2 separate regions of the Hordeum vulgare genome follow, and region 2 is linked to region 1. The links are chromatin contacts, called in public Hi-C maps. All regions are on one chromosome and are shown on one strand. The core of a region is the stretch at or near the end of the contact, and the rest is flanking DNA. Distances in the headings are between cores, read along the strand shown. Region 1 holds the start of LOC123402780 (DNA repair protein RAD5A). Region 2 holds the start of LOC123404396 (protein CHLOROPLAST IMPORT APPARATUS 2).

Region 1 (4,155 bases), core at 1,096-3,595:
ATCAGTAAAGTATTTTATATAACCCTTACCCCTCCTCTAGCAAGCTGTAATGTACTAGGAAATTCAGTAGTGGCATCCCCTGAAAATACATTCAAGTACAAAACAAATTCCCTCCTGAAATAAATGAGTAGGATTATAAATATCGATTAAATTTGGAACAATCATACTAAAACAAAATAGCAGATGCAAATATAAGCCAGACATACTTGTCATCAAGCTTATATGCCTCCCAACAAGGGTGAAGGGTTGTAGCTGCATCCTGGGAGCAACTGCCTTTCTCAAGCTGCAGCATCCAATGAAGGGCCTGCTTCTGATAAGGGCGCAGATCGCACTGCAGAGCCTCAGGTGGATCCCTCTCCTTTAAGGGATAAAAGGGCGCATTACTGAAGTCAGGACAGCCAACTTATGTCTGAAAATGACAAAACTAAGATTGTTAACTTACCTCCAATGCAGAACTGTCTGAGATTCCAATTATAACATCCAAATCTGAATCTGAAACAGTTCCCTCAGCATGGTCATCTTCATTTCCGCTAGAAGATAATTTCATTTTCTCAGATGTCAACTTTGTGGCTGGCTCCCCGTTACTGCTCTGTTCAGGCAGATGTGAGCCCAATAGTTCTTATGACAATAGTAGTGTAAAGCATGAGCCAATAATAGTTTACCTTTCTTTCAATTGGTCGCTTTCTGGAATAGAGATCCTCGGGAGTAAATGCTGCCTGTTATTTATTTGAATAAAATTAAATGAAAAGAGAACTAGAGCAAGTGATTCTGGCGCAGAACGCATAAGCAAGACAATTGCCCAATTTTATACAGAACTCCTTGTGCCTTGGCAATTGATGCCTTTATTTGCATTCCATATCTCTCCAATTATGTAATATACATGGTTATGAAGTAAAATACACCTCTTTCATACTTCTCAGTTCTACTTTATAGTTCATCATCCATCGACGATATTTTCTATCAAAGCAAGAGATCGTAGGTACTAATGATGACATTTTACAATCCTTTTTTTGCTAGAATGAACAAGAGATCATACCATCTTGCAAGCAATCATACCAGCGAGCAAAGCATTTAATGTAATCATGACCTTGTGAATAATGTTTTCATCTTTTATCAGTACATCCTTTAGGGACGCAACAAACTGAAGACCGCTCACCTTCATAAAAGGGGTAATCCCGATGACTTTGAAAAGTGCGGGGAGTGGATGGAATGTGGAGTCCTCCGTAGCAGCACGTGTTGCCTTGGGCGGTGACTGCTTTTGGTCACGGAACATGGAGCTGTTGATATATATGCTGCAAAATGCACAACCACACTGAACTTAATATACATGAGACAGCACAAATGGGTACGGTGGATAGTTCCTTATCGGTAAAAATTCAGATACCTAGCAGACAAGAGGACAGTGTCCATGATGCTAAGAACCTCAGGAGCGGATTTGCACAGGGCCTCGACTTTGACCTTCCCCTCCTTGAGAAGGGGTAGCAGACACCGCGCCCACTCGTTGGGGATACGACCGACCTAGAAACAAGAAGTCATTATACACCACTAATATACATGATGCGATGCGGTGCAGCATCAGAGAATGGGGAAATAAGCGGTGATGACCGAGTAATCAGTAATGTACCTCCCCGTGTTGCGGGGTTGAGAAGCGCATAATCTCCGAGGTGCAGGAAGCGAGGGCAAAGCGACCAGGGCGGCCCTTGCCCGATGCGGCGGCTGCGGTCGCGGAGCTGGGGAACGAGAAGGTGACCGGTTCCCCGGCGGCGATGCGCCTGCCCTTGCAGGTGGACAGGCCGGCCATCTCGGCGCTCCCCACCAGCCACCAGTGCTCGCCGCCGCCGGCGGGCGCGGGGTTGGACTTGGGCCTAGGTTTCCCTGCCGCCGCCGCCGCCGCGGGCTTCGGCTGCGCGGGGGTTTTGGGCGGCGGGATCGATTTGCTGGGGGGTTTGGTGGGTTGGACGGGCGGAGGCTGGGGTGGGGGCGACGGGGACGGCGACGGCGGCGGCGGCAGGCTGTGGTGGAGGTCGAGGAGGATGTTGATGGTCTTGGTGGGGTCGTCGCCGGCCATGTGGAGCGCGCGGATGATGTCCATCTCCGGCGTCTCCTCGCCGAGCACCGCGCGCACCGCCGCCACCTGCTCCGCCCTCTCGCTCTTCTTCGCCATCAGCCTCGCACCTCCGATTTGCTCGCGAAATTTTCCCGCGAAACAGGCCCGCTTGGCGCCGCCTATACAGCTTCAGCGGGAAGGGGAGACAAATTGCCGCCTTGACCCACCCTTTTCCCCTTTACGCTCACTGCTGTGCTGAGCGGCCTTGGCTGGCTCTGCGCTTCTCGAGGCCGCTACTCTGCGCCGGTCGACCGGCCTAGTGCAGGCCGGATCGGCCACTCCCGGAACCGTCTGATTGGTGCAATAAGAGCAACTCCAACCCACGGACCCACGGACCCAAATAGACGACGACTTTATCAATTTTTTATTCGTTTGGGTCTGCCCGACGGACATCAATGTCTGCTTTGGCGTTTGGATCGGTCTGACGAATACCAACATCTGCTTCGGCGTTTGGGTCGACGCATGCGCCCAACGCTGGCGTGACGCATTTTTGTCAACGCGTGGAAAAAAATAAAGCATTTCTAAAAATAATAAACAAATAACAATTAAACATTAAAAGCCGGCCACGAAGCCAACGAGAGTCCATGTGTCTCTATTACATTAATTAAACATAAAAAACTAAACTATGAGGCAGCCCTAGGCGTCGTCGTCATTGTCGGGGCCGGTGAGGTCAGCGTAGGCGCAGGGCCGGCCAACGGGAACGCCTTGTTCCAGAGCGCAACTGTCTGCGCCTCCCGCTGAGGATACACAAAACGGGTAGGCCCATGAAAGGTCGAAATACCATAATTGTATGGGGTCCACACATGAGGTGGGACCAGACAAATACATACATAGTATCCACTCGGACGACGGTAAACCACTTGGCCATATGTCTCACTCGGATATGCGAAGACCAACAAGGCAGTCGAAGCATCATACTCATAGTGGAGGTTTCGTAGTGGTTTGTCATCATGGCACTAATGTTCCATCTTGTAACAAAGGAAATGAGAGAGTGACGCACTCTATATAAGCCACCCCACCACATAGCTCAAGGGCTAGCTTCTTCTCCCGTTGCGGGCTCATTCTTCCCCTGGAGCTCTGGCTCTCTCTAGTCTCAGGACTTAGCTAGGAGATCTGTTCTTCCCTCTCTCAAATATACCATGTAACTCATGTCCATGATAGATAAAACGAAGCCTCTCCGGAGCACGAGACGTAGGGACATTATCTCCACCGTGAGAGGCCCGAACTCGCTAAAATCACCGTGTCACCATTTGCATCTCGATAGATCATGCTCCTTTATCCTACCCCTTTCTATTGTCGGAATCGATACCACGATACCTCTGTCGTCTGTCCCGTCGGCGCGGGCAATGCTGGTGGCGGTGGCAACACAGCACGGGCGCGCTCCTCCTCTTCCATCTCCCATCGTTCCTCCTCCGCCTCCTTCTCCAGCGCCATCTGTCGAAGGCCTTCGGTGCGCTCCGCCGACAGGCGCTGCAACTTCCAGTGCAGGAGGTAGGCTTCCTCCTGTTGCGGTGTCGCGCCCAGCCAGATGGGCGGCGCGCTGACCCACTCGCGGAGGCAGCTGATCCACTGGTAGACCTCCCGCTGCGGCTCTGTAGGCTCGGTCTTCGACGGAGGTGGCACGACGTAGTCGCCGGCGGCAGACAACGCGATGGTCTCCATGAGCAGCGCCTCGTACGCCTCCTCCTCCTCGGCCTTGCGCCGCTCTTACTCCTCACTCTCACCGAGAATGGCTGTCAGCGCCGCCTGGTAGGAGGCCTCCGCCTCCTGGTCCTCGTTAACGACGGGCGGGGGCGGCGGAGGGCCTCTTGGCTGCACGTCACGCATGTCGCGTCGGCGCTCCTCCTCGTGCTCGACCGCGAACCAGAGCTCCCAGTGGGAAGAGTCGCCTACGTAGATTGGGTTGAGTCGTTGCTCCGGCGTCAGCAGACGCCGGCGGCGACTCACTTACACGTTCATTTTGCATCATGCTTTCATATTGTTATTTATTGCTTTTTGGGCTGTTATTTCACTTCACGGTACAATACTTATGCATTTTCTCTCTTTTT
Region 2 (4,155 bases), core at 1,237-3,736, 150 kb before region 1:
CATTGCGAGGGACCATCAGTTGGATAAACAATTTTCCTAGTAGTTTATTATGGGCTTAATAGCTGATACCAGTTCCACAAATGGCAGTTGCATATCAGCTTATCAAGCATGTGGTTTCTAGTTGTGGGGTGTCCCTTTTTCTTTGCCGAAGAAAGCAATTCAGAAGAGGTAAAATTCTTCTGTTTTTTCCTAGTAAAAGGAGCCTATTTATCCGAATAATGGGCATGTAGAGGTAAAATTGAGCTATACAAAATTGAAGCCATGAGCCACACCAAAATTTAATTATGGCAGTGGTACTGAACTAGAGTCTTCTATCAGAGAACGTATTCAGACTTCAGAGCATCACATATCAATTTGAACACATGTCTCCGTGATTTATCTGAACTAGTGCCATAGAAGAGGTACACATCATCTACAGGGCATGCCAAATTTCGTGTTTTTTAAGTGAGACTTGTTCTGACTTGGATAAAAATTCGAAAAGAAAAATTATGTTGCACTGTCCTGCTGCACGCAAGAGGAAAAAATTCAGGGAAGCAAGGGTACTCACCCGCACTTCGGCGGCAGACTCCGACGAATCGGGCCCGCTGCCCTCGGCGAACATAGACCCCTTGCCGGACCACTCCTTGAGCACGTCGTCGGTGTCCAGCTTCAGCCCCAAACCGGTCTTCGGTGCCTTTGTCGGCGCGCCGTCATCGTCCCCGTTGCCGTCCGCCGCATCCACTGTTCCATCGGCCCCCTCCTCGCATTTCGCATTGGCCAGCTCCTCCTCCTTGGCCAGCACCTTCTCCATCTTCACCTTCTTCTTCTTCTTGCTCTTCTTCTTCTCTGGTGCTGCCGACGCCGGCGGCGGCATTGCGGTGTTCGACACTGCCGCTGCCGGTTCTTGCGGTGGCGTCGGTGGTGTGACCGTGATGTCCTTCACCGGCACAGCAGGCCACATCCACCAGGCCCCGTCGTCGTCCCGCCGCTTGAGGGCACGGTTGAGGTTGGGGCGGGTGCTTTGCCGGGAGCCGAGGCCGAGCTCGAACCGGCCAGCGAGACCGACCACCATGAGGCTCCTGAGGTAGGGGTGTATGCCGGAGCTGGACAGGATGGAGTCGTCGGACGTGGCGGTGGCCGTGTTGGCCTCCATGGTGAGGCTCCCCATGATGCCGTCGATGCCCTCGGCAGCGCCGCCGGCCGCGGCCTCGTCGACGTCGAGGATGGACTCGGCGTCGAAGCCGTCGTCGTCGAAGTCGAGCTCGCCGGGCTCGTCGGTGGCGGTGTCGGGGCTGGCCGGCGACGGCGCCGGGTCGCGGAACTCCCGGAACGCGCTGCTGACGGGCGTCGGTGACGAGCAGTTCTTGCAGGCGTCGATGGACGGGCTCTGCGGCGGCCGCGGCGAGGGCGAGGCCGCGTGGTCGCGGAGGAGGAATGCGGCGTCGGACAGGACGGGGAGCGGCGGGAGGAGGTCGGAGGAGGACGCGGCGGCGCCGAAGGCCACGGCGAGGCCCGAGAGCGGCGGTGGCCGCGGCGCCGTGGCCGTCTTGGGGCTCTTCTTGACGGGGAAGACGGAGGGGTGGATGGAGGCGAGCAGCGCGGCGGCCTCGTTGTAGGCCTGGTTGGGCCGCTTCCGCGGCGCCCGCGCGCGCTTGAGCGAGACGGAGGTGGCCGAGGAGGACGCGTTGGAGGCCTCCGAGAGCGTGGAGGACGGCGAGGAGTGCGCCGGCCGCAGCGGCGACGAGTGCGCCCCGGGGGACGCCGCCGCCTTCACCATGTCCAGGTCCAGCCGCAGCCCCGTCGGTATGCAAGACGACGTCATCGCCAATGCCCCCTCAACCACCACCACCACCGCCGCCGCTCAAACCAAGAATTTATTCCAGCTCTTCTTCGCCGGCCGATCAATCAATTCCACCACCGCCACCACCACCACAGCTCCACAAGAAGCGAGTGAAGAATTCCTAAACCCCTAAACCCCGAAAGACAGCGCGGGAACCGAGGAATTCCCTTCCTTCCCGGCCGATGAAAGCTGCGAGACGGAGAGGAAGACGGAGCAAAAGGTAGCGAGGAAACGGCAATTTTTTCTTCCTATCTTTTCGGAGGGAGCTAAGCAGAGTCGCAGCAGAGACCTTGGGACATGGGCAGACTCCAAAGAGGAAAGGGAAACCAATGGCCGCCCCTGCCCCCACCTGGGAAGGACTCGACTCGAGCTCTGTATATATGAAAAGAGGCACCAAGAACAAAATAGGGGACGGGCGGAAGGACTCTGCGACGTACTCCTCTGTCCGTGGCAAGGAGAAGAGGTCAAGCCAGGAGCAGAGCCAGCAAGAACAGAGCAGGAACAGAGCCAGGGTATGAATTCTGCGAGCTAGCAGCTGTGTCTTTGGGATTGGAGATGGACGGAGGGGAGAGAGGAGCAATGCTAGCTAATCCTACGGGAAGGCTAGAGAGAGAGAGGGAGGGAATTGCGGGGGATTGGAGGCGGTGGGGGAGGAGGAAGAAAGGGTTCAAGGGGAGGGAGGAGGGGGGTGGGGTTTTAGAGAGCCTAGAGCTGGGGGAAGAGACAAGGCTCACTCTCATGAGGTCGCTCTCCCTCCCTCTGGCCCGTGGGACCCACCGCAGGCTGGCCCCTCCCTCTCCCTCTCTCCTTTGCTTCTCCCCACTCTCTCTCTAGGTGGTACGTACATGTACATGTGTTGGAATCTTGTTGTGTCATCTGAGATTTGCAGTGGATAAGTGGAGAGCGTGAGACCAATTTGCCCTGTGCTTGCCATGGCTCCTAAAGTCACAAGAAAGCCGGTCAATTGTTACATTTACTTTTGGCCTGCTGGTGAAGACTTGAACAACAAAAAAATCATTTGGGGGGAACAGAAAGCATGTAATTACAAGATCTTGAGTAGTATAATCAGTATATTTTCATGGCTTTTGGCATGAAGCCCACTCATACATTTTTATTATTGGAACATCAACAGAAGGGGAATATTAAGAAAAAAAAAACATGTGCTAAATCGAATAGAGTATTTCTTTTCCTCTAGAGACGGCACTGGCCAATGGAACATGCGTGCGGCTAAGCATTACTTAACGATTGCCTTTTTGGACTAACACACCTTGTCCGCATGCCTCTTGTGCTGGATAGAAAGCAAAATGTTTGAAGCATTCGTTCCCATATGTGTTTTTTTAGGTGAAATGTCAAGTACTTCCACTTTTGTCCGGATTGTCCTCTTTGCGTCCGATGTTCTACTTATACTAATTTTAATTTGGTAACAGCCAGCATATTATTTTTGTTCTCCTCCTCGTACCATTCAGTGTCTTTTGTTGAACAAGTGTGGTTGCATTTACTATGTACGTAGTAGTTTATCTCCCTTCATTTCTCCTTTGCTTACAAGACAAAAGATGGGATTCAACCAATGGCTGGTAAATGTTACTACTATCGATTGTCACTGCATATGAATTACTCTGCTCCCACCCTCAAAGAAAGAAAGAAAAAATACTCTGCTCTGGATGAAAATTGAGGGAGCAATTTTCTCAAACTTGGATTGAAATTGTGAAAGCTTCTACGAAATCATAGCGCCAAAACGCCGCGTCGACACTCAAACTTGGATTGAAATTGCGAAAGCTTGTATGATATACCCGTATAAACTTTTCAAACCCAATCACCAACAATCAACCTACGATCACAACGATACACGTTCCGTTGAGCTTTTGCCATGCCCGGAGGTTGCAACCACCAGAAATAATGGACAGGAGGGCGAGGGCATATCGGTAAATCCGTGCCGCGCTGGTACACGCTATCATCATCTGATTGCCCGCCATCTACTGATCCGAATCTACCCGGCAAGTGGACGGACCTCCCAACGGCGAGCAGGGAAGAAACCCCTATAATCCCTGCTTATCCGCTGACGCGGCGCCCTCCCATTGGCCCCGCCGGATTTCCCCAGGCCTACGTGGCGGCGGCCCTTTTATCGGCGGCAACCAACCTTTTCACGTGAAGCCATGGAACGCCGCGGGCCCCGCCGGATCTTGGACCCTTGCATGCATGCATGGCTCACCATGGTTGGCCCAACACAGAGACACATAGATTTTTTTTTTGTTAGAAAAGAGAGAGAGAGGTTTGATATTACACGGGCACACACACAGAGCTTTTTTACTTTTTTTTTGTCTGTGCGTACGGATTAT

What was found. Hi-C and Micro-C count contacts between places; a contact is called where the count stands out from the background.
Region 2: a Hi-C map of leaf shows a contact between it and region 1, with 4 times the contacts expected there. The contact joins the promoter of LOC123404396 here to the promoter of LOC123402780 in region 1. A contact is called at or near these places in 4 of 6 Hi-C or Micro-C datasets (leaf and seedling).

The regions. Positions count from the first base shown.
Region 1 is chr6H:62,690,036-62,694,190 of MorexV3_pseudomolecules_assembly, reverse strand. It overlaps LOC123402780 (DNA repair protein RAD5A), which reads right to left and starts at 2,345. Exons shown (of 20, transcript XM_045096741.1): 1 at 1,625-2,345; 2 at 1,385-1,518; 3 at 1,157-1,292; 4 at 663-716; 5 at 443-589; 6 at 207-358; 7 at 30-114. The coding sequence starts at 2,164.
Region 2 is chr6H:62,840,007-62,844,161 of MorexV3_pseudomolecules_assembly, reverse strand. LOC123404396 (protein CHLOROPLAST IMPORT APPARATUS 2) reads right to left here and starts at 2,486. Exons shown (of 3, transcript XM_045098316.1): 1 at 548-2,486. The coding sequence starts at 1,801.